Linked DNA regions of Mus musculus: all the other regions are linked to region 3. The links are chromatin contacts, called in public HiChIP or PLAC-seq and promoter capture Hi-C maps. All regions are on one chromosome and are shown on one strand. The core of a region is the stretch at or near the end of the contact, and the rest is flanking DNA. Distances in the headings are between cores, read along the strand shown. Region 1 holds the start of Mapkap1 (mitogen-activated protein kinase associated protein 1). Region 2 overlaps Cntrl (centriolin). Region 3 holds the start of Hspa5 (heat shock protein 5). Region 4 overlaps Cntrl (centriolin). Region 5 has its middle 13 kb from the start of Gm39795. Region 6 holds the start of Gsn (gelsolin).

Region 1 (3,876 bases), core at 1,213-3,712, 370 kb after region 3:
TATGCTATGGAAGGTAATATGCTTTTTTTTTCTCTTTTTAAGATGTAGTTTTTTTGTTTTTGTTTTTGTTTTTTTTTTTACTTTATGTACATGGGTCTTTTTTGTGTATAAACACCACGTGTTTGCCTGGCATCCAGAGAGGCCAAAACATGGCATCAGATCTCCTGGAACTGGAGTTACAGATGGTTATGAGCTGCCATACAGGTGTTGGGAAGTGAACTAAGGATCTCTGGAAGAGCAGCCCATGCTCTTAACCACTGAGCCATTCACCATTGCCCAGGCTGGCTCGTGCAATCTGTGTAAGTACTCTGCTGCCTCAGCCTACCAAGCTGCTAAGACAGGCCTGCAGCACAGGCTCTGTCTACCTTTAGAGGACTGTCTGCACTCTCCACTTCAACATTTTTATTTTCCCTCTTTGACAGTTGCTTCAATATGTATTTGCATGAATGTCCTGGTATGAAAGAAGGCTCTGTCTCGTACCAGCTGTGTAACTATTCTGGGCCAACCTGAATTAAAATGATTAAATGAGGAAAAACTGAAGCTCAATTTACCTCACATTATGCTCATTCCCTTCACCAAGCGTCACCTCTCAAAAACTGACACGGCATACTACTTCCGAATCACAGAAAAACTCTCACACGTGTCCCTCTCACCGTAAGAACTGGCTGTACACAATGACTGAGTCTTACTTATTAAACTGCCATGCAGTGGCTGACCTATATCCATGCACAATGAATGCTTGCTAAGGGACTGTAAATAAGGGGCGCTTATAGGGTTTTCCGGAAGAAATCATTCCCAGGGGATGGAGAAATGGTTCAGCAATTAAGAACCAGCACTGCTCTTGTGCAGTACCCAAGTTCAGTTCCCAGCACCTACAATGTGCCGCTCACAGCACCAACGGCTCCAGTCCTAGGGGATCTGACACGCTCTTTGGCTCTTCTGACCACTGTAGGCAACTGCCCTCACATGTACACAAACAAATCCCACATGGACACACATACATATTTAAAATAATTCTTAAAAATGGGAGGGTCAATGAATCACTCATTCAAAGCTGGGATTGTCCTTAATTGGCTGAGTGAGACCACCATCAGTTGGACCATGGGAAGCATTAGCAATAGAAATCAAAACATAGGAAGTGTCTAGGCAGGACAGGGTGAGGAAAAAAAAAAGTTTATGTGAGAACAAATCAAAAATGATGTGAGATCCTACTTATCCAGAAGAAAGGCCCATAGCAGGGACTTTTAAAAGGTTAGCTGTTAAACACTAGCAGAGAGCCACAAGATTATAGAGGCGTCGCAGGCACTATTCACATTTAGTAGCAGAAGGCAGATATGAGCAAAGCTTAAAGGAAAGGGACACCTGGCATGCCCCTCCCTAGCGTCCAGTAAGCTTGAAGGGGTGTGACTGAAAAAGATGGGGGCAAATAGCATTGAGCAAGATTTGTCACTGCAGCTTGGGTGGCTCCTAAACATAGGAGTAACGCACTTTATTTCTGCCCTGGTGGTTGTGCACAATAGGGACCCATCCTTTCTGTGAGTCCTGCGAAGGCCGACCTCATCAACTGATGTGTCTGTACACGTTCCTGTTTACACCTGGGAAGGTTTTGAACTCGGCCCTTTGGGGGTTTGTAATAAACATGGTGCTTTGCACAGAGTTGGGAACAGTGACAGTTTCAAATACTGCGGTCATTCATTGGAAGCTGTAACAAATTGTGAGGTCCCTGTTTCATCTTAGAGCTTCTGGCTTGAGTTATACACTTCTTTAAACTATAATCTTTTCTTCTTCCCAACCCCCCCCCCACGGCCCCCGCAACTTCACCATTCCTTGTCACTCCCATAAACAGAAAAACGGACTCCAAGTTCCCCGCAGCGCTCTCGGGATATAAACAATCAGTGGGACCGTTTCAGGACTGCCCTGGCAATGCTTTGAAAAGTTGATTTCACAGGATGGAACTTGGGCACCGGACCTTGCAGAGTTCCGAGACCCGAAACCGCCAGAGCCAAGGACTGCCCCCTCCCCCGCCCCCGCACAACCAGGTCCAAAGTCTCTCCTCACCTAAGTCACACACCCAGCTGTCAGGCTCAGGAAGAGCAAGGAAACCGATGTTCCCAGGCCACCGAGCACAGCCCCAACGGGCGCCGCTGGGCAGCGACGGCAGCGGGGTGCTGAGAGGTCGGAGGGTCCCGCGGGCGAGGGGGCGACGGCTGGGGCAACCTTTACCTGAAGCTGCTCCCACACTACAGGCCGCCTCGCCCGGGACACGTCCCTGAGGGAGGTCCCGACTCCCCCACGCCTCCCGGCCCCTGCACCGAACCCAGCGCCTACGAAGTCCTCGGCAGTCCTACCGGCCCACTCGGCCCTGGCGCCCCGGGCACGCCCTCATGACCCCGCCGCCGCCGGCCGGCAACAGCAGCCCTGTTACCCAGAGCCGCGCCACGACCCGGAACCGTACCCCGCGTACCGGAAGTCCCCGATCTGCAAGACGCCTTTGGCTGGGGACGCAGTGCGCAAGCCCCAGAGCCAGGAACGAGAAGTCGCTGCCTCCCGGGGGCGGGACAAGGGGCGGGAACTGGTGGGTGGTTGCGCATGCGTGCTGCCCTTGGCCGTTTCTGGAGCAGGTTAACCAACTTCTGTTTACCTTCAAGTGTAAGGATCTCTGTAAGCTACGTCTTACTTTTACAGGGAAAAGTCTTCATCTTAACCGCCATATCAGAAAGAAGAGTTCACTGCAACTATTATTTGCTACATGGACATAGTATCAAACTGCTTTTTAAATTACTATCTAAACCCAGATTAGTGACGCTCTCACACCTAATCAGAGAAGTTTGGGTATTTTTTTGTTTTATTTTGTTTTGTTTTTTTACTGCAGTGGACAATGGTTAATACAGAAACTCTCACAAGTGGCCATGGTGCACAGATGAAATGTCCATCGAGTGCTCAGCCACAGTAGGACACTGTAATTGTAACTTATTCTCCTGTCGTTCTGTAGTAATTGTCGTCTGGAGGCTTACTATCTCAGTCTGCTAACCTAGACCTAGTCCTGGAATTTTTCAGCCTCCATTGAATCTAATCAAAGCCTAGAATGTTTTCAGCCTGAAATGTTTGCTGCTGAATACGATCATCCTTTCTAGTACTTTCTGATCTCGGACTGGCGATTCTGGCTCAAACTTTTCTCCAAGCTGACTGATTCAATCTGGCTCCACTCAGTTTCTGACAGAATTGCTCTGCTAGGCTTCATTCTAATTTAAGCAACCTGTTCTAATCCCCTGGTTCTTTTTCTTTGGCTCATTCTATCTTCACCTGTGTCTAGCTTGTTCTCTCTTCAACCTGTCTGTATCAAACTCTCCTTGTAAAACTGCCTCCTTCCCTCTTCTCTTGAGAGTTGGGTATATCCTATTCTGTCAAATCTTTTTCTGATGCATCACTTTGTCATTCAATTAGACATCACTTTCAAACATGGCTGCTTGCTTCCATTTACCAACTAACTTTACCTTCATTGTTTGCGATTAAAGGTGTGTACTAAGGGCACATCTGTATTCCAACCAGAGGGATTAAAGGTGTGAGCTAAGGGCTGAGCCACACCACAACTAAAAACAGGTTTTTTCAGTAACACAACCGTGGGGTTCACAGTGTGATCAAATACCCTGCAACAGGATACATAGCACCTTCACTGAAAGGCTCAGAGACCACCATTGAAATTGGGAACAGAAAGATTGTAACAGCCAGAGGCCCAGAAGAAACAATACCTTCTCTGCATTCATGAATTCACACTACCTCTGGTTACCTGTACAAGAAATGCACAAGATAGCCGGGCATGGTGGCACATGCCTTTAATCCCAGCACTCGGGAGGGAGAAGCAGATGGATTTCTGAG
Region 2 (4,263 bases), core at 927-3,426, 370 kb before region 3:
ATGGTCATTTTAAATTTTCATAGTAAAAATAAAAATTAATAATCCACTAAGACACATAGGGATCTATATAATCCCACACAAAGATGAAAAACTGATTACAGTTTTAATAGCATCTTTACTGAGAAGACTGTGAGAACTGACTATAATTAAGAAATCTTTTTAAAAAGAAAGAAAAAGAAAAGGTCAGGTATGGAGGTATACGCCCTAAATCCCAGTACTCAGGAGCAAATGTTCCAAAGAAATTGCACCCAGAGTTGATTTTCACCTAGTAACCCAAGCTGCTAAGTGCCAGAGTAAAGCCATCACCATCTTTGGGTGTCCCACGAGCACAGATCTTTACCTGCAGCTGCTTCAGCTGTGTACGGAGCTCGTTGTTCTCCTGTTGTTTCTCTTCTGAGGACTGGGCTTTGCCCAGGGCATCCCTGAGGGATTCTCTCTCCTTCTCCAGTTCTGTTTGAAGCACCGATTGCTCTAACTATCATCAGAGGAAGCAAAGTATCAAAGTGCAAAACAGTCAAAGTTCACATTCCAAAACAGCAAATATACATTTATACATGCATCATGCATTGCTATAGTTCTAAATTTATACACTGAAACGTACACACACAAGATCATTTTCTACATGCCCTTCTGACTATTAATACTTAATAATGAATGCATATCAGAATTTGCTCAGCCTGGATACCCCATCAGAGTCTTTAGCGTAGTCCCCAGCACCCACCTTTAACAGTAACTGTGGTCCTCAAATACCTGTATCAAAATAATTTCACATATCTATTAAAAATGAGGGGTCTAGAGAGATGGCTCAGAGGTGAAGAACACTAGTTGCTCTTCCAGAGGTCCTGGGTTCAATTTCTAGAACCCACATAGTAGCTCACAACAATCTATAACCCCAGGTCCAAGGGATTAGACACCTGCTGGCCTCTGCAGGTTACAAAAAAATATGCGTGTGGTACACAGACATACCTACAGGCAACACTCATACACATATTTTTGGAACATGCAGATGAAGCTTGGCACAGTGGTACATTTCTGTATTCCCAGCTCTTGGGAGGCTGAGGCAGGAGGAGGGAGAGGTTGGCCTGGGCTACAAAAATGAGACCTGATCTCAGAGAGGAAGAACGTGAAAGATATAGAGGAAGGGAGGGAGGGAGGGAGGGAGGGAGGGAGGGAGGGAGGGAGGGAGGGAGGGAGGAAGGAAGGAAGGAAGGAAGGAAGGAAGGAAGGAAGGAAAAAGAGGAAAAGGAAGAAGGAAAGCAGGAGAGGGGAGAAGGAAAAAAAACAACAAAATAAAGCACAACAGCAGATGACCAGTTTCTGTCTCAGATCTGACAGGTCAGAATATCTATGGAATCTGCATCCAACAAGCTTTGCAAAGGGTTTCATATAACTAAAGTGTAACAATCCAAGAAACTTAGATTCTTTATACTCTATACTTTCTATGTGGTTTGAAGCCCAGTTCTGGTAGTTAAGGGTTAGAGTACGGCTTTCAATAACTAAACATCAAGGTTCTTAAAATATTTTTGCCAAGACTTACCTAAAATTCAAGTGTTAGGCTGGAACCCCTGTTCACCACCCTCCTTGCACAAGCTGGGAAATACCATCTGCCCTTCCTTCCCTAACCCCACCCACACAGAGAAAGCTCCGGGCTAATAACTAACATGCCATATTACTTCTTGTCTTCTCTGTTTCTGGCAACCCACTCAAGAGTGCCTGCCCAGGGACTCAGTGTTTGACCACGTATGGACACAATCCAGCTCCTAGCTGGTTCTATAAAACCCTCTTGCTTTAACCTGGATGAATGACTTCACTGACCTCTACCTGTGAGATCAGAGAGCCCACCCGAGAGCTGCCTCTAATAAACCTGCCTTTATCTACTTTTAGTAAGGTCTAATCTGACCTATATCTGCATCACTGGGGGAGAGAAAAAGCCTGTCACCAAGTACAAAAGACCATCATTCAAAGTAGCTTGGGCAAACCAAAAACAAAAAGGAGTTCATTCTAAAGAGATGGCATTTAGAAATTTTATTTGCTGCTATTAAAAAATAATAATAATTTCTTTCCCCTAACCAGCTGCTTTTTGCTACTCTGATCCTGCCAAGGGTTTTATAAACTGTAGTGCTCTTGGAAAACACAATACTGACACTTGGCAAGACACCGATCTCTGGTAAGACAAGAACAGAACATTAATCACTACAGCACAGGCCTACTCTTGCTTCCTCTTCTAGTCACACACACACTCTAGAGCATGTGCCTTTACATTTATCACTTTGTACTTTGTGTGTCTGTGTTTGCTGGCAAGGATGTCTGTGTCTGCAGAGGCCAGAAGAGGACATGGAATTCTCTGGAACTGGGGTTTTGATGGTTGTGAGCCACTATGTGGGTGCTGGGATCCAGCCTGGGGCCTTAGGAGAGAGGTCAGGTGCTCCTAACTGCTGACCATCTCACTCTGATGAAGGACAGGCTACGGTGCCCACTTTCACCCTGCTACTTAACTTTTATCTTCTTTCTGCACTTTCTTTGCCCTGACATCTGAAGATCTTGCAGTACACTGCCCTCTCGAACCCTTTGTCAAGGTCACCCACCTTCCCTTTCTATCCCTTTCACTCCCACTCACCCCCATGCCCTAATGAGGCGTCCTTTCTAAAGGTGGTTACCAGTATAACAAACGAGTGATCTTTCAATCAATCATAAAAGGAAACAGCAAACTAAAATCTAAAGTCAATTTAAATAGAAGTTCTTAAAGCTATTCTGAGAAAGGAACCCTAGGCCTATCAAACCCTAACTTACCAAGGCATTCATGCCCACCGTCCCCAGCATCTGCTGTCTAAAACAGGGGTTGGGGGGGGGGGCATGAAACAATCTGGCCACATTTTAACAGGGCTATTGTTTGATTTCAGAACATCAGACTCCCAAAATATGCTCCTTTATATGTTCCATTAATCCATAGCCATTATATTAAAAATATCTGTATTAAGACAATGCCAGGTGTGGTGGCCCATGTTTATAACCCCAGCACTACAAAGCTGAGGCAGGGTGATTTCCATAAATTCTAGGCCAGCCTGGGCTACATTATATAGTGAGATGCTATCTCAAAAGAGGGACAGACAGCACAGGCTGCTTGGTTTGTATTTGGCATATGTTCCTACTTACCTGAGTACGCCTTAGGAGTTTTTCCAACTCTTGCTTGAGCTGGCTGGTTTCAGCGTCTTTTAGTTTTAACTGAGTCTCTAGCTCAGTTTCATAGGCGCTGAGATCTCCCTGGGCTTGCTGTAGGGATGCATTCACCTCATGCTGTTCCTGGAGGGCACTTTCTAGCTCTGCAAGCTCCTGCAAAGATTCAGCATGTTTAAATGCAGCGTCCTGAGTGCTGCATAAGCATCTGCAAGCCACTGTAACTAACCTGAGCACCAAATGCTGGCCAACTGCTACTGCCCAGCACAGACAGACTTTATAAACAACAGGACGCAGGGTCATGCTGGCATATCCAAGTTGAAATACAAACTCTTCTACTAAATGTCACCCGAAAATTCACCAAGTTACCAACAGGTTGCTTTCCAAAGTAATTATCTCTGTGACACTCTAGTCTGAAAGTATATGAGGAAGACAGGAGTGGGAAAACATTTATAAAAAAGGAGAATAATAAGTGTAAGTAAGGCCTGTCCTTCCCTGGACTTGGTGTTTTTACATTCACTGGTTCATCGGATAACAGCCCTGGACATTACAGTTTATACTAAGCAACTGGAGAAGTGTCTCAGGGATCACAGCACTGTGCGGCTAGAAAAAGGAGGTGAGTTATGGACCCAGATCTCTGATTGCAAAGCCCACATTTTTCTGATTAAACCATAGTGTGTCCCTTAACAAAAGAACATGAAAGCACTGGCATTCTAAAGATGGTACACTGGAGCAGGGCATGGTGGCGCACACCTTTAATCCCAGCACTCAGGAGGCAGAGGCAGGTGGATTTCTGAGTTGGAGGCCAGCCTGGTCTACAAAGTGAGTTCCAGGACAGCCAGGGCTATACAGAGAAACCCTGTCTAAAAAACAAAAAAAACAAAAACAAAAACAAAAAATAGCACACTGGACTGAGGGCTTACAACTATCCAGTTAGCACTAAGAAAGACAAACACTTTCATAGCTAAATTCTCATACTGACAAACCTTCAGGTGTGCATATATAATTTCTACCTATTTATTTAGGTATGAAAGAATTAGCTCAAACTACTCTGGATAAACACAAAGATCCTGGGTAACTTCTATTTAG
Region 3 (4,100 bases), core at 937-3,436:
CAGCTCTGTTGTCTTTCCTAACATCTTTACCAGTTTTCTTTTTGTACAACTTGATGAAGTGTTCCATGACCCGCTGATCAAAGTCTTCCCCACCCAGGTGAGTATCTCCATTAGTGGCCACCACTTCAAAGACACCATTGTCAATGGTGAGAAGAGACACATCGAAGGTGCCGCCACCCAGGTCAAACACAAGGATGTTCTTCTCTCCCTCTCTCTTATCCAGGCCATATGCAATAGCAGCTGCTGTACTGTGAGGATGAAGAGGAGGGAAGAAAGCTTGGTCAGGGGTTCATATTTCCCCCCCACTTGGGAATATGGTAGAGCTCTGAGTCCCATACTTACGGCTCATTGATGATCCTCATGACATTCAGTCCAGCAATAGTGCCAGCATCTTTGGTTGCTTGTCGCTGGGCATCATTGAAGTAAGCTGGTACAGTAACAACTGCATGGGTAACCTAGAAGGACAACCGTGCAATCATACTTAAAGATGATTGAAGTACATGGTGTTCTCACTTCTGTCACTCTTATCAACTAGTCAAGCCACAACAGTTTCTAAGTCAGTTTACTGCTATATCATACGCTTTTGTCATTAGAATTAAGCAGTGGTAACTCATAAAGGCTGACTAGCATATACCTTGACCTCCCACAAAACACTAAATCACTAAAAGTTAAGATTGAAAGGTTTCTGGGGCTGGTGAGATGGCTCGGCAGGTAAGGGCACTGACTGCTCTTCCGAAGGTCCTGAGTTCAAATCCCAGCAACCACATGGTGGCTCACAACCACCCATAATGAGATCTGACACTCTCTTCTGGTGTGTCTGAAGTCAGCTACAGTGAAATTATGTATAATAATAAATAAATCTTTAAAAAAAAATTGAAAGGTTTCAAACCATGAAGGCTTCCCTACACAAGTCATCGAGGGGGAGCAACAGCAATCAAACACTCAACACTGTTTCACACGTTATTCACCTTCTTTCCCAAATACGCCTCAGCAGTCTCCTTCATTTTAGTGAGAACCATGGCAGAAATTTCTTCTGGGGCAAATGTCTTGGTTTGCCCACCTCCAATATCAACTTGAATGTACGGTTTAGTTTTCTTTTCAACCACCTATGGCATAAAGTAATTTAAAGGTAATTTTTCCGAAGAGGAAACAATGACACCACAAACGATTTAAAAAAAAAAATCCATTTCCTCCCTCCCATAGCTTGATTCATCTCTGTCCCTTAGGGGGAAATCACAACTAAAACTGAGCACAGCTGTATTGTAGATAGATCGACAGTTTTAGTCTGTTTCAACTTCTAGACATTGTTAACAGTGTGTCATGTTTTATAACACACTAAAAACGACTAGATGTAAAACCGTTACATAAATTCCGAACACATTCTTTTAAGTCCTTTGAACAGTGTTTTTGGCCAAGTGGCAACCCCTAAATACTCCTATCACCCCAGCCGCCCCATTAGCATGAGAAAAAAAAAACGGGTCCGACCTTGAATGGCAAGAACTTGATGTCCTGCTGCACCGAAGGGTCATTCCAAGTGCGTCCGATGAGGCGCTTGGCATCGAAGACCGTGTTCTCGGGGTTGGACGTGAGTTGGTTCTTGGCCGCATCGCCAATCAGACGCTCCCCTTCAGGAGTGAAGGCCACATACGACGGCGTGATGCGGTTGCCCTGATCGTTGGCTATGATCTCCACGCGGCCGTTCTTGAACACACCGACGCTGACGGGGAAACCCCACAGAAAAGGAATCAGCACCTCACTTTCTCACGCTGGCCCCGGAGGCCACGCCCCACTCCTCCCCACCCCCTCCTCCTTCGACGGATACCACTTACCAGGAATAGGTGGTCCCCAAGTCGATGCCGACCACCGTGCCCACATCCTCCTTCTTGTCCTCCTCCTCGGCCCGCACCGCGCCCAGCAGCAGCAACGCCGCCGCCACCACAGTGAACTTCATCATGCCGGCGCTGAGGACCAGTCGCTCAGCAGTCAGGCAGGAGTCTTAGGAGTCCAGCAACAGGCTGTGGCCCCGAAACGCGACGACGGTTCTGGTCTGAGGGCGACAGGGGCCTCGGGGTCAGGAGGAGACACGAAGCAGACTCGGAGCAGGCCTAGCAGCAGGCCGCGGCGCTTACCTCACACACACGCAGAAGCCCAAGTGTCCAGGTCAGTGTTGTCTCGGCCAGTATCGAGCGCGCCGTCGCCGACTCGCCTTATATACCCTCCCCACAGCCCCGTCGTGGAGGCCTCCGATTGGTGAAGTCGCTACTCGTTGGAGGCCGCTGATTGGTCCATGCCACCAAGCTGGCTGCTGCCGATTCGAAGCGGCCTCCTCCGCAACTCACGTCATTGCTACGCCCCCCGGGCTGACTCATTGGCTACTGGTCATTCTTAACGGCCACCAATGAGAGGCAGCATCCGCCCTGAGCGCTGGTCCTATTGGTTCAGCAGCTGCCTGTCCTTCGGGTGACCTCTCACCCCGAGACCGTTTCCGCCGGTAACCGTTCAGGTCCTCCCCTCACGCCAGGCCCCCGGGGACTGGAGTGGGGTCTGCGTGTCAGTTCCCTCGGGGTCTCCTTTTCTGTCTCTCACTCTGAAGAAGTACGCGGCCTTTCTCCTCCTCGATTCCCCGCGTCCTGAGCTGCCCGGCCTCAGCTGTGATCGCCCTCCCCAGCCTCCACACGTTCTCGGATGTCCCAGAGTCCAGGCCCTGTTACTCGCCCGGCCTGCACGTCTCGAGCTGGGGCCTGATCTGGATTCTGCCTCGCTGAGAATCCTGGTGCTTCTCAGCTAACCGTGTTTCTCCTTCACCCCAAGGCTAGCCGTATGTGTCTTTCCAGGCCTTTCGAATCTTCCCTTTGCCGGGGTTAAGTCCCAGGATTGGCCTGGCCAATTGTAACCTATTCCCTTTCTCCGCCGCGGAGATTCAGTACTATGGTCAAACGAGCACTTTCCACCATGAGATGTATCTTTTCTTCTCTCTCTCTCTCTCTCTCTCTCTCTCTCTCTCTCTCGTAGCGCCTTATTGTTCGCTAACCTGTTCTAGCATAGCATTTCCATTTATGACACTGGTTATTATTTATAAGTCCTTCCTCTTTCCCTCTTCCTTCTTGACACCACCCTATTCGACTCTTGGAATAGGGCTGATAATGCTAAAGACGTTTAGCAGACAAAAAAGTCTTGCTGATGCTTTACTCTTTTATAATAGTATGTTGGGGGACAAACAAAACAAGTTACTACTTGAGCTTATTATGTACTTCATTGTTTTGTTTTATGTATTTTGAGAGGCATTGTACACAGGCCCAAGCTGGTCTATAACTACTGATCCTCCTATGTGTTTTCCATGTGTCATTTATTCATATTCAAGTCTTGGTACATTTTTCCCATTTTCCAGAAGAGACCATTGAGACCAAGAGCGATTAAATAGCTAGAATGGTCGATTGATAAGTGCTGAGAATATAGTTAATAACCCGGTTGATTTTACTCCATAATTTATACTATTGATTCCCACCACCACCACCCTTTTTTGTTGTTTAAAGACAAATTTCATGCACCCCCAGTCTTCAAACTGTGTAGCAAATGACTTTGAACTTCTGTTTCTTCTATCTATACCTCCCAAGTGCTGAGAACTTCAGGCATAGGCATGTACTACCATGGGACTTGCATCTATGCATGCTACACAACTGACATCTGTCTCCAGGCCTGGAGCTCAACATGTCCACCAGGCTGGCCTTGAACTCTCAGGTCCACCATCTCTGCACCCCAAGTCCTTATAGACATGCTTATGAAGGCTACTTGGGCCATTTATTACAGGCAGGAAATGACTCCAGTATTCCTATTAAATGTATTCTGAGCTTCATAAGTACACTGTGCAAATACTACTAAAACATCACACGCACAGTCACTAAAATGTTGAGCCTATGAATCAGTGTTCAGGAATTTTTTTCCTTTCTCATTCCTCAAAGATTAGTGACTCAGTCAACTCCATCCTTGCTATAGAAGTTGCATCACACAGCTCTTTCAGTCAGGCTTGTAATACTGTCATAACATTGATCTTCCTTTGGGTTGCATCAGACTAGTATTAAGATAGAATCACTAAGCCCAAT
Region 4 (4,314 bases), core at 1,055-3,554, 390 kb before region 3:
CTGCTTTCTGCTGGTTCATTAGCAAAGCCTTGGGCAGGGTTCATCATCTACTTAGGGGAGTCCCTTGGAGGAGAGTGTCTCCACTGTGGTCACTCTGCCTCTATGTGTCTACTGCCAAGGTCACTGATTAAAACAAATATAGGAGATATGTTTTCTCTAGTTCCATAACACCTACATAACATAAATACAGGGAAGATGTTTTCTCTAGTCCCATAGCACCTATATAACCTACATAACCACAGCAACCTAACATTTACAGTAAAAGGACTGCCCATAGGAAGAGACATGAGGATTTCCTTGTTCTCATTTAGAACCATGTGAAGAATTCCGGGAGAGGAGCTATGCCTGTAAAGGCAGATGGACTGTAATGATGTGGAGGGGTTGGAAGTCTGCAGGTCCACAGACTCACTGCAATTTATACTCCGTTAGCTTCAGCCTCCTAAGGAGGCATTCCTTGTCCACCTCTGGTGGTGACCAACACCCTGTTGACTAGCAGAGAAAGCTGATTCAACATCCTGAAAAACAGATTAAAAAACAAAACCAAAAACCGTTTGGGCTCTATGAACTTACCAGCAGGCTTCCAGACAGTACCCAAAGCCCGCAGCTGCAGTCTCTGCCTGGCTGCCCCCGCCTCTCTAATGTTCCCACCAATGCATTTGAAAATGTCATGGGTTATGGCTTTTTTGTATGTTGTTACTATAAAATCTTTATGAAACTATTAATACATCAGAACATGAAATGTCAGGCCATTGGCTCCAGGATAAATTATCTTGTACCTCTTTGAGGTGAGAGCTGTGTTTCTGTAACATCAGTCATGATACACAGAATGTAATAGGTGAAGCCAATCACTCAGTTACAACTACGGGTTTCTATTAACTTAAATTGATCCAAGTTGAACTAACAAAGTAAAAACAGTTCCTGAGGTACTTTGTGTGCCAGGGCCTTTTTTTCTCTGGAATTCTCATTTAACTAAAGAACTCTAGAGAAGGCAGAGCTTCAACTATGTGACTCTGGGCTGCATGTGTAAGCTGAGTTAACACCACGTCCCAGGGCTGCCAGGGAAGCTAAAGGAAATGGCGTTCATGAAGACCTAGGAAGTCACTTTCCCTCTTTGGGTTTATGCTGCATTGTGTCTTAAAGAATGCTACTACCACTCACTCGGTAGTCCAGAGGTAACGTGCCAGCAAAGAACATCTCAGAACCTTTCTTTCTTTCAATTTCAACTTGGCTGAACCTAAATGAATAGAAATCTATGACCCAGAAATTGAAAATAGATCATTACTTCTGTTACCAACTTGATGAAGGAAGATTTCTGTAACAATCGATTTGTTATTTAAAAAGACGCAGATTGAAAAGTCCGAAGTCAAACCAAACAAACAACCACCTCACCTCTGCCCCACAACACACTCAGCCGGGCAAGCAGGACATGCTGGGAACTAAACAGCACAGTGTCTGGAATCTAAAGCATGCATTTAATCCACACTCAACAGACCACACATTCTTAGCTTGAATTTACAGACAAGGTTAGCAAAGTCAGCGGACCTAGGTGACTTGCTCAGATGCCCAGCTCGGACAGCGTGCTCTTTGCCACCATTGCTTTCCAGTTTTAGGTGAAGAGCAGGAGGTTGCCTGTGTCCCCTAGAGGGCCAGCCTGAAGCACACTAGACACACCTTCTCCTTGGTGCATGCAAGCTCATTCTCGGCTTCCGCCAGAAGTCGGTCAGCTTCCCTGAGTTCCGAGCGACGTTTCAGGAGAGTTTTCTCTAGGCACTCAATTTCATCTACGATATCCTCATGATGTTTGAGAGACTTTTCTATTTCTAGTTCAGTCATAAGATTCTCAACATGTCCATCAATGAAGTCCCTAAAAATTACATAAATATCAAAAGATTTTAAACACAGGCAATACGGACATTGATAGCCTATGAAGAATGTTCAAATTTTTACTGTGTTTTGGTTTTGCTTTGTTTTGGAGGCAGGGTTTCTCTGTGTTGCCCTGGCTGTCCTGGAACTCACTCTGGACATCAGATTGGCCTCGAACTCAGAGATCTGCCTGCCCTTGTCTCTCAAGTGCTGGGATTATAAGTATGTGCCACCCAACACCCAGCTAAGGAACTTGCTGACTTTTTAAGAGAGTAGCTACATGTTCAAAATACATTTTTATTATAAACACAGAGTATTCCTGGCAGTAAAAGCACACTATGTCACAAGGCTTGATGGACTTGGGTCAGCATCTGGCCGAGACAGCATAACCACATCATTTTCCTGAAGAGTAGAGATAAAGGAAGTGACTACACAAAAACTCCCAGTCCCTTAGTCCTCAAGGACAGCCCCAGAGCATGCAACTCCACACACTGTGCTGTTTTGTGACTGACTTCTTTATGTTGGAATACAACTGTCATAAAAGATTTGGCAAAAAGTCATGACACAAAATTCAGTAACTCGAGGCTAACAAGACAAAATTATCTGAAAATGGGCTGCTTGGCAGAAAAAACATGAAATCAAACTCAGCACATGGATGCTTTTCTCTGACTAAGTGTTACCCAATTTTCCTGGAGTAATCATTTATACTGCTACCGTGGGAGAAGTGGGCCTATGCCCTGCCCACTCTGTCCTCTTCCCAAAATGTCCACGCACGTGAAAAGAAGCTTTATCCCCCCACAAGCAAGAAGCAAGTTCCAGTCTCCTCAGTGTGGCTCTCACGAGAGCCGTCCACTCCTAGACAGCAGTGGTCACGTCTCTCTCACTCTGCCTGCCTCACAGGCCTCCCTATCACACTGAGGCCCAGGCTGGTCTACATTAAATGACAAAAGCTAGGGAACTGCCATAACTCATGGACTAGCACAGAAGACAGCATTTCATGTACCCGAGCAGACAACAGAGGCATGTGAACTAGCTGACCCCATGCTAAACACAGGCGCCCACAGATGGAGGGCCGGCTATTCCCCTCAGTGACTCTGGCTGGTCACAGCACTGCTCCAGCAGGACTATGCTAATGGTGACTAACCCTGCACTGTACAAGATACCTGAGGAGAAAGAAGGCCTACTTCAAAAGGGACCCCTTACCTTTCATGTTTTTAAAAGGTTTTATGTGTATAAATGTTTTGCTTGCATGTCTGCATGTGCACCACTGAGTGCCTGGTACCCAAGAGTTCAGAAGAGGCTGTATCTCCTGAAACTGGAGTTATAGACGCGTATGAGCCACTATGTGGGTGCTGGAAATTGAACCTGCACCCTCTGCGAAAGCAACAAGTGCTTTAACTTAAAGCCTGAGCCACCTCCGCTGACTGCCCATCGTCACTTTTGTTTTGAAAGGCAGGACAGACAGACAGGGCTTGGGGAAGGCATGTGAAGGTGCAGAGGCAGAGCAAAGTGGTCCGTGGGGAGACCACAGGTTCAGGCCAAGCACTGTGTGAGGCTGAACAGTAACAGAGTCGGGCAGCTGACACTGAATCACAGTGTTTTCTCCACAGACTGGAGAGAAAGATTCTAAAAATGGTGGCAAGTATGGAACCTCCTATGGCGGTCGAGAATTCCCCCAATTAAAGGCCACAGCATAGAAATAACAGAAAGGGTTAGTTAGCTTTTTGTATGCAAAGTCAAAAGGACAAGGAAATCAAACCAATGCCTTAGAGAACGAGGGTCGGAATTCCTGTTGTCTACTTTGGCTATGGTGGATGGGAAGGAAAATGATTGTGCTGTTCAAAGACAACTATAGAAAGAGCTGATCTGAATTATTAACCAGGTGGCCTTAGGTGTGCGCTGTCCTAAATGGTATTTACCATGTGGGTTGTAAGTTAAGTGGAATTAAATTCTGTTTCTTAGTTCCTATTGCCAGCTCCACCTATACATGGCCAACATTTATTATTTTGCAGTTATGATCTAGGACATTTCTAAAACGAGAGGAGAGAATGATTTACAAGGCAATGCTGACTGAGAATGTCTGTCAACACTGATATTATACCCTTTGAATTATAAAATTAAAATGGCGAATGCTTACTTTCGTTGTTGATGTCTCTCAATAGTTCTATGTAATTCTTCTACTTCAAGTTCTAATTCTTTCTTCTCTTGCAAAAGGTCATCAATATCACGGTGCAGCCCATCCACTTCTTCCTCAGAATGCTGCGTGGATGCTTTCTGCCGCCGCTCTTCCCGCTGTTTTGATTTTAAGTGCTGCATTATGTCTTCTAGTCTAGACACTTCATTCTCCTGAACGCAGAAAGTGAATGCATTATAGAAATGCCAGAGGGTGTCTCTCCTGCTTTGCTGTCAAAAGTTGAAACTAATTGGTTAAAGTGGTTATCCTGAAAGATA
Region 5 (3,780 bases), core at 1,276-3,775, 490 kb before region 3:
CTGTGTAAGACTATCCCAGGAGCCTCCTGGTGGAGTGCAGAACTGATCCAGCAGACGGGAAGGAGGTAGGACTGCCTGATAAACTACTTCATGTCCATTTACATTTGAACTACAGATATGCACAGATTTTTCTTTATACATGTGCCCCCAAATATTGCAAAGAAGATGGTAATACTAAATCATTATTCATTCTTTATCTGAAATTCTAATTTAACTAGCATCCTGTTTTCTTAGTTGCTAAATATGGCCACGCTAAGGGCAGAGCTTGAGATTCAACATTTCTAAAAAGCTCCCAAATGCAGCCCTGCTGCATCTAAAATACCATTTACAGCTATGAGAATGGAATTTTATGCAACCATGAGTTCTACAAGGTTTTTAAAAAAGACCATTTATAGAGTCAGGCAGGCAGTTCCCAACTTCTAAAGGAGTGTTCTAGAATGGAGTGTTCTCATGCTTTATTGAGAAATGCTCTAGGAGAATGCAAAGGGCACAGAGCCCAGGCTAGCCCATGAAAACCCTACTCTGAATGGCATGCATCAACTGGCTTCTACTTCCTGGCCTGAAGCTCGAGAAGCCAAGTACACATGATCACAAAAAAAAAGAAGAAAAAAAGACAAAACAAAACAACAAAAAACAATGGCCCTCTCCCTTTTGCTTTGGTCCCAGGGTATTTTAAATCAGATGAGAAAACAGAAATTCCAAGAGTCTGAATGGTCTATCCTGGCAAAGTACCATGTCATCACTCCTCAAGACCCTAGGAATGGGTTGGGGCCCGGTTGGGAGAGTGCTTGCCCAGCATGGAGCTCTGGGTTCAGTCCTCAGGACTGCATGCTATCAGGCACAGTGGTGCATGACTGTAATCCTTGCTTGGGAGGTGGAGGTAAGAGTTCAGGTTATTTTCAGCAACATAGTGACTAGCCAGCCTGGGCTATAGGAAACCCTAAAAACAAACTAACAAAAAATGTAGGAAGCTGGTGTTGAAATCCTAACTTTACTCTGGAAACCAAAGCCTAGAGAGGCAAACTACTCAGGACTGAACCAGGTTCCCTCTGCTCTTTGACCTAGAATCTCAACTCTACCTTTTTCTGATACTTGGCTGTGCAAAAGATTTGTTGAGAGAATGAACTGAAGTCTAATGTTTTAGGAAAGTGGTCCCTGGATCAGAAGTCTAGAACAGCTAGACTTTAGATACCCAGCTACAGTACTCCTTCAAGAATACCATTTCCCCACCAAGTGTGCTAGGAACAGGGACCACTGTTATTCTTCCTGAGTAACAATTTGGCAAAATGTAACAAAAGCTATAAAACACATCACAACTGAGCCAGGAGCTCCATTTGTAATAATGAAGGAAGAACTCAGGGGCAAGCAGTAGCTCGGTGGGTGGAAGCATTTACTGCAAGACTCATGACCCCCAGGGTGGAGAGAATATATTCCATAAAGTTGTCTTCTGACCTCTGTTCCCCTGCCTTGGCATGTACACACACACACACACACACACACACACAAATGTAAATAAAAATTTTTAAAGAACATATTAAAAAATTGCTCACTAGGATGGACTTACTCCATGGACAGGCAATGGACAGATAACAATTATATACACATAAAAATAATGAAATAAATCTTTTTTAAGAAGGAAAATACAGGAAGGAAACATACCAAATTTTGTAGTGGTGGCAGTTATGGATAGTTCTTTGGTTTTGTTTAGTTGGTTTTGGTTTTATCCTTTAAAAGAAATTCATTTTCCAAATTTTCTATCACAAGCTCTTGTTACCATGAGGAAGGAAGGCCCATGAAGAGATGAAGCACATCCCCCAGTCAGGCCACTAAGCCACCCTGCAAATTTAATTAGTATTTACTCAGCCCAGCCCAGCCACAGCCACAGCCTCTACAACAGAGAAATCAAGAGCCCCACCCTCAAGGCTGACTTACATGGAATATATATATCTTTTGCTTGATAAGTACTTGAACCAAATGATAGATCTGTTGAGGTTGGAAAGTAACGAGACACCCTTTGCTTAACCAACTTAGCAAAATAAAGGAAGCCCACTCCCTCCAGCCAGGCTCCCTCATAACAGTTTCCCACCAGGCTCCATGGCTCAGACCCTTCTGGAGTCTTCTCAAAAAAGCCAGATTAGGAGAGACAATAACCAGAAAAAATAAAAAAATAACAAAACAAAGCCGAAAACTGATCAGATATGTTGGGACACAATTTTAATACCAGCATTCAGGAGCAGAGGCAAGTGGATCTCTCTAAGTTCCGGGCCAGCCTGATCTACAGAGTGAGTTTTAGGATAGCTGGAGTCCATTAAAAAAGCACGCCGGCACCAAACCTTACCCTTCGTTTTGTCAGCGCACAGACAGGGACCCCAACCCAGGCTTTTAGCTGCCTAGCCTCACCCACCACACCCTCTGCTTTTCTCTCCCCTACCCTGCAATTGCCCCTGTGGTCCAAGGCAGGGCAGGAGCAAGTAGGCACGTCTCTCAAGAAGAGGGGGAGGGGAAGTCAGAGGCAGAAGGAACTAAGCCTGCCTGTGGTCTCCAAGTTCACAAACCACATCAGGCTGAAATATGACACACGCTCATTCAGCTGGAAGGAAGGAGATATTTTTACTTAACCTCCCTCGGCTGCCTAAACATTGATGGCCCAGCTACCCCCACCCCCACCCCCCACCACCACACGTAACTCCTGGGACCCGCTTTTCTCTGCTTCAGCCCACATTTTCTTACAAGGTAACAGGGCGACTCCCTTTCCAGCGCTTCTTGGGGATGTCTAAGAGTTTGTCAAACAGTAGAAAGGAAGAATGCAGTTCTGGCTGGGTGCCCAGCTAACAAAAGACCTTGCCTGGGTCCAGGAGCATTAATTTCCTAAAAATAGATAGGAGACTGATCCACACTCTGCAGACCTGTTGATGGTAAAGAACATATGTGTTTATAAATAGTCCCGAGGCCTCTCCAGCGTTCCCGAACTGTGCATGCCAAGGCCCCAGCACACATGTAACAGCTGCAGGCGAGGGCAGGGGAGGGGGGAGGCACATCTGTATCTCCAGGGCTGAAGTCAGGGGACTAGAGAGACCCGTAGATCCCTGGAGCTCCTTGGCCAGTCAGCCTACTGAATTGCTGAACACCAGGTTCACAGAGGGGCCAGAGAAATGGCTAAGCAGAGTGACCACTTCCTACACACACCTGATGACCAGAGTTTGGTTCCCAGGACCCAAGTAAAGGTGGAAAGGGAGATGGACTCTACAAAGCTGTTCTCAGACTTCCATGTGTGTGCCCACACACATATATCACACACCCACACAGTAATAATAAATTAATAGCAAATACAAACGTAATAAAAAATAAAGTAAAAAGTGATAGGAGATGTTTGGAATTGACCTCTGGCCTCTGTGAATGCACTGATGGATGCACACCAGAGTACACACATGCACACACGTGCACACACACACATACACACACACACACACACCTAAGCTATCACTTGTAATTTCTCTTTCATTCTCTTGCCCTCTAACTTATCACCTCCAGTCAGCAAATACTCAAAAATTGTGGGCTGGGGCCAGAAGAGTTTCCTTGAAGAAAACCAGAGATCAATGTCTCAGCAAAGCGCTACAGGCCTGAATGATACCATCTCTATGGCCAGACAACATGTCATCTAAGAGCCAAATTTCCCTTCTGGAGTTAGGGGGAGGAACCCACAGGCTCCAGATGACCAGGAAACACCACGTCCTCCCTCCTGTGTACAGTTCTCCCTGTAACAGTGCGTGTCCTTGCACA
Region 6 (3,916 bases), core at 1,191-3,690, 510 kb before region 3:
AAGTCCAGACTTGAAGTAGCCGGAGAAGGTGGACGACTCAAAGCCCTGAACCTCACGGTGCTGTACAGCCCGGCCGTTCAGGTAGTCATCCAGTTGCACAGTAAAGATGGCAGCAGCCCCGCTCTCATCCTGGCTGCATTCATTGCCTAGGAAACATGAGGGTAGCATGAGACTGGCTTCTAGAAGGTAGTCTTGGCCCTCTGGGGAGGAGGCATGCAGAGCCAACAGCTCTACTCTGACCTGGCTATAGATATTGAGCTAGTCCCTCCCTGCTTTTCAAGAGCCTGAGTTACTCCATCTGTATAATAAGGAGACCTTAAAACAAACAGAACAGAGCCAGTGTTAAAGACTCTAGGCTCCTAGCTGGGAAGAGAAAATGAGGGAGTGATTGGAGCTGATCCAAGAAAGCACAGGGGTGGTGGTAGGGGGAGGGATTTGGGGTCTCCATGACATCTACAAAACTTGTTTGTCCTCTTGAGGAAGCATAGCGGTCAACATGACCATTCTATAGAAAAAACCACTGGTGAGCTGCAGAAGGGTAGATCACAGGTCAAAGGGCAGAGCTGGGATCTGAACCTGTACAGGCTGGCTCTAGAGCGGTGTCATGGAAACCACTAACAAAGGCCTGGTGTAGAGAGTACTCAGTTCAGGTATATCCATACAGTTGGGGGTCGGGGATGGGGAGGGGCTAAGCAGGAGCACTCCCTCACCCAGCCAATAGTGGAGGTCATACTGCAGATTCCCATTCCTCAGCTGCACAGTCTTTAGGATGACATAGGCATCACCCGTGAAGAAGTCTCCATAGAGGTTGGGGGGCACAGGCACCAGGTCAAACTTCTCCACACGCCAGATCTGCAGGCCAGGCTCCTTCCCTGCCTTCAGGAATTCGGGGTGCTCCACCACCATAGTGCTGGGCTGCAGAGAGACAGGACAGAACCTGAGCAGAAGTGTGGGTCTCAGCAAGGAGAGACCCCAGGCATGAGGGAGGGCAGCTTCGAGCTCTCCCTGTGCTAGAGGAGAATCAACCCCTTTCTGGGAGTTTCTGGCCAGGCCAGGCTGTCTTCCTTTCTGCTCTCCTAGTTGGTGATATGACAGAGGAGGCAGAGAGCTCCCTCCCTTTTGGGGAGATAGCTAAGGCACAAAGAGGCAGGCTGTCTTTCAGGGGCCCCCATTTGGGAGACAACATAGAGGGATAGCCCTGGACTCCAAAGGCACTCTCTGCCCCTATGGATAGACACTCCCAGATAGCAGTGGCAAATCTCTCAGTCCCCAGTGACTCTGCATGCTCTCTTCCAGAACCTTTGTGGCTTAGGACGCATTATCCACCCCTACTCTGCAAATGGGGAAACAGGACCAAAGGGCAAGGGGCCCGATCCTAGGTCCCGTGGTTGGTTTTGCTCCTTGGAAGGGGAAGGATCATCACAGCCCACTAAGGACTGGCTTAGTGGGCCCAAGTGGCCTCCTGAGCTGTCTGCCTCCTCCCTCCTGCCCCGCCCCCAGCATCCCACCCACCAAATTTCCACATCTTGGGAAAGGGGGAAGGAATGGAGCCTGAAGTCTGCAGGGGGAACCTGTTAGGAGAAGGTTTGAGGGTGGGAAAGGCTGCCAGACATGCTCTGTAGGTGCCAATGGGACAGACGGTTAGGTTTGCGCCCAAGGAGGGATGTCAGCAGGTCACCTCAGACAGAGGAAGGTCTGGTTGGAACAAAAAGCAGGCAGAAGTCAGAAGCGATTGGGGAGAAAAACTCAGGTAGTGGAGAGTAGAGAACAGAAAGGGCAGACAAGTGGGAGGGGTCGGGCAGGGGAGGAGACCACAATCAGGGTAGAGAGAAGAGAATAAAATAACAGTCCTGTCCAGAGGCTTTCAAAGGGGAAACCGAACGGGAGGGGACAGACAAACAGCAAACAGCAAACGCAGAGGACTCTGAGAAAGACCAGCAAGAAGGGCAGTAGTTAGACATGATAAAGGAGATGGGATCCAAATCAGTAGTGGGGAAAGATCCGGCCAAGGTGAGGTTAGCCTGCAGGAAGGAAAGAGCTTTGGCCCCGGCCCCCGAACCCCGCCCCCAGGAGCCCCGAAGCAGCAAGACATACTTACAAAGCAACAAAACAGTTTTTCCATTCTACACCTGAATTACTCCCCTTTTCCTAGCGCTGTATCTGCAAGAACTTACAATAGACAATTACTCGGGGAGCCCCGGGGACCCCGGGCACTCACCCGCGCCTCAGACACCCGACTTTGGGGCGCCCTCTCTTGGGCCCTGCCCCGTGATGTGGTGGCTGCATGGGAAGGCGACAGTGCGCACAGCGCCAGGAGGAGCAGCGCGCAGAGCAGTGAAGAGCGGTACGGAGCCATGGCGACGGTGAGGACCCAGGCTGCGGCCGCGGACCCTTGGTCGCCCCAACCTTTAAGTAACCGGCCGTCCCATCCCGCCCTAGCTGAGGACCGCCCAGCAGGGAGGGCCTTGCGGCCCGCGGGGGAGGCGGGTATCTGTCCGGGATCTCTGAGACATCTGGGTTCCCTTCCCACTGGGACCAACCCGACTGGGTGCGGTCGCCCCTTGGACCCTAGTTTCCAATCAGAAGATCCGGCCTGTGGTCTGACATATAACAGATGCTAACTCAGTGAGAGTTTTTCTGGGGCCCGTTCAACCGCCTTCTTATTGGTCCAATAAGCAGATCCAACAAAAACTAACCAAAACAACAAAAAACACCTAGCATGAACTAACAAGTTCATGGCGGTTTCCAACTCAAGTACTCTTTTTGGATTGTTCTCCCCTCCCCCCAGTGACATTTTTTCTTTCTTTCTGTTTTGTTATTGTTATTTTGAGCAAATCTTAGTTTGTTGTACAAAGTTCTTGCCTGTTGACTGGTTGCCCCTGCCCAGGGCAATACTTGTATCCATCTCCTTTAAAGGATAACACCTCCATTTCCTTCTGCAACCTTTTCCCCCCACCTCCCCGCCCCATTTCAGGCCCTCTCCTTCCCTCGCTCCTCATCACTGGGAAATGTGGACCTAAGTTAAACTACTAAGTACCACCTACTATGTCTCCTAGAGGTTGCAGAGGGTTAGATCAGGCCTGCTCAGATAGCCTGGTCTGCAGGAGGCAATGCATCGCTGTCCCAGCTCCCTTGGGAGCCTACATAGCATGACTTCTATCTAACTTTGCTGTCTCCCTCCCCAGTTTCTTCCCACTTAAGGGGAAACAGTTCACAGCTAAGAGAACACAGAGAACAGCTGAGACTGAAGGTTATGGGGACTTCAGATGGCCTGGGTCTTGTCGCAGGGGAGACTGAGAACATTTCCAGGGGAGGGAACAGCATATAGGCAGAGGGCAAGCAAACACAGGCCATGCCCAGTAAATAGCTAGGATCTGATTTACAGGGGGGCAAGGCAAGAAAGGTGAGTACCCCTAGAAATGGGATTTTATCAGGTGTTTGTAGAGGCCTTGAATTCTCTGGGCTCCATGGTCTAGGAAGCCCACCTTCAAGCCTGTGTAGCCTACAGTGGGCTGCCCTGGGCACAACTCAGGGAGGTGATTAAAGCCCACACTGCTTGCAGGAACATTTCTGGAAGCATAAGCCATTTTCACCTCTCTAGATAGAAAGTAGATTGTGCATATTCAAGACACATAATACAACATTCCCTACAGAGCTGCTTGCAATGGACAAGGATATGCATTGAAGCATTGTTCAAAGAGAATTGGAAATGACCCAAATGCCCTGGGGACATAAGTGATGGGACTGTCACACAATGGACCACAAAGCAACTGTGAAAAGAAAAAGAAGTCAGAGCCAGTTGTGCCTGGTAGCACATAGTAGGCACTCAGTAGGCATGGAGAGACCTCCAGGTGCCAGAAGCAAATTGCACAATGATGTCTCTTCCTTTCTATAAGGAAAGAATCTGCAGTTGATG

The links. Promoter capture Hi-C pulls out the DNA fragments that hold promoters and counts their contacts. HiChIP or PLAC-seq counts read pairs in DNA pulled down with a chosen protein or histone mark.
Region 1: a contact with region 3 is called in a promoter capture Hi-C map of embryonic stem cells. The contact joins the promoter of Mapkap1 here to the promoter of Hspa5 in region 3. A contact is called at or near these places in 3 of 39 promoter capture datasets (the 3T3-L1 cell line, embryonic stem cells and stem cell-derived epiblast-like cells) and 4 of 115 datasets of contacts at active chromatin or transcription factors (effector CD8 T cells, embryonic stem cells, memory CD8 T cells and 1 more).
Region 2: a contact with region 3 is called in a promoter capture Hi-C map of the HPC-7 cell line. The contact joins the enhancer-like site here to the promoter of Hspa5 in region 3. A contact is called at or near these places in 15 of 39 promoter capture datasets (the 3T3-L1 cell line, the C10 cell line, the HPC-7 cell line and 9 more), 1 of 15 datasets of contacts at CTCF or cohesin (large pre-B cells), 11 of 484 Hi-C or Micro-C datasets (B cells, CD4 T cells, CD8 T cells and 8 more), 31 of 115 datasets of contacts at active chromatin or transcription factors (the 230-238 cell line, CD4 T cells, CD8 T cells and 22 more) and 3 of 9 other capture datasets (adipose tissue, embryonic stem cells and liver).
Region 4: an H3K4me3 HiChIP or PLAC-seq map of bone marrow-derived macrophages shows a contact between it and region 3, with 2.3 times the contacts expected there. The contact joins the enhancer-like site here to the promoter of Hspa5 in region 3. A contact is called at or near these places in 13 of 39 promoter capture datasets (the C10 cell line, the HPC-7 cell line, cranial neural crest and 7 more), 1 of 15 datasets of contacts at CTCF or cohesin (large pre-B cells), 1 of 484 Hi-C or Micro-C datasets (nephron progenitors), 12 of 115 datasets of contacts at active chromatin or transcription factors (CD8 T cells, the SCID.adh cell line, bone marrow-derived macrophages and 8 more) and 3 of 9 other capture datasets (adipose tissue, embryonic stem cells and liver).
Region 5: a promoter capture Hi-C map of pre-B cells shows a contact between it and region 3, with 3 times the contacts expected there. The contact joins the enhancer-like site here to the promoter of Hspa5 in region 3. A contact is called at or near these places in 1 of 39 promoter capture datasets (pre-B cells), 4 of 484 Hi-C or Micro-C datasets (B cells, muscle stem cells, neutrophils and 1 more) and 1 of 115 datasets of contacts at active chromatin or transcription factors (effector CD8 T cells).
Region 6: an H3K4me3 HiChIP or PLAC-seq map of pro-B cells shows a contact between it and region 3, with 2.3 times the contacts expected there. The contact joins the promoter of Gsn here to the promoter of Hspa5 in region 3. A contact is called at or near these places in 1 of 39 promoter capture datasets (pre-B cells), 2 of 484 Hi-C or Micro-C datasets (B cells and pro-B cells) and 1 of 115 datasets of contacts at active chromatin or transcription factors (pro-B cells).

The regions. Positions count from the first base shown.
Region 1 is chr2:34,405,437-34,409,312 of GRCm38.p6, reverse strand. It overlaps Mapkap1 (mitogen-activated protein kinase associated protein 1), which reads right to left and starts at 2,462. Exons shown (of 12, transcript NM_177345.4): 1 at 2,059-2,462.
Region 2 is chr2:35,136,699-35,140,961 of GRCm38.p6, reverse strand. Cntrl (centriolin) reads right to left here. Exons shown (of 44, transcript NM_001379274.1): 14 at 3,154-3,330; 15 at 341-475. Among named protein-coding and RNA genes, the nearest start is that of Cntrl, 29 kb to the right of the region's middle. Within about 2 kb of position 2,176, at least 1 of the 459 cell types and tissues checked has an H3K27ac peak or open chromatin away from gene starts, as enhancers often do. A contact at or near this core is called in the HPC-7 cell line, where this site is marked.
Region 3 is chr2:34,770,176-34,774,275 of GRCm38.p6, reverse strand. It overlaps Hspa5 (heat shock protein 5), which reads right to left and starts at 2,186. Exons shown (of 9, transcript NM_001163434.1): 1 at 2,130-2,186; 2 at 1,830-2,047; 3 at 1,486-1,717; 4 at 969-1,106; 5 at 343-455; 6 at 1-248. The coding sequence starts at 1,954.
Region 4 is chr2:35,155,146-35,159,459 of GRCm38.p6, reverse strand. Cntrl (centriolin) reads right to left here. Exons shown (of 44, transcript NM_001379274.1): 25 at 4,001-4,209; 26 at 1,672-1,864. Among named protein-coding and RNA genes, the nearest start is that of Rab14, 44 kb to the left of the region's middle. Within about 2 kb of position 2,304, at least 17 of the 459 cell types and tissues checked have an H3K27ac peak or open chromatin away from gene starts, as enhancers often do. A contact at or near this core is called in the HPC-7 cell line, bone marrow-derived macrophages and liver, where this site is marked.
Region 5 is chr2:35,258,651-35,262,430 of GRCm38.p6, reverse strand. It overlaps a transcript of Gsn not described here. Among named protein-coding and RNA genes, the nearest start is that of Gm39795, 13 kb to the left of the region's middle. Within about 2 kb of position 2,525, at least 86 of the 459 cell types and tissues checked have an H3K27ac peak or open chromatin away from gene starts, as enhancers often do. A contact at or near this core is called in B cells, pre-B cells and pro-B cells, where this site is marked.
Region 6 is chr2:35,280,904-35,284,819 of GRCm38.p6, reverse strand. It overlaps Gsn (gelsolin), which reads right to left and starts at 2,440. Exons shown (of 17, transcript NM_146120.4): 1 at 2,219-2,440; 2 at 711-915; 3 at 1-146. The coding sequence starts at 2,356.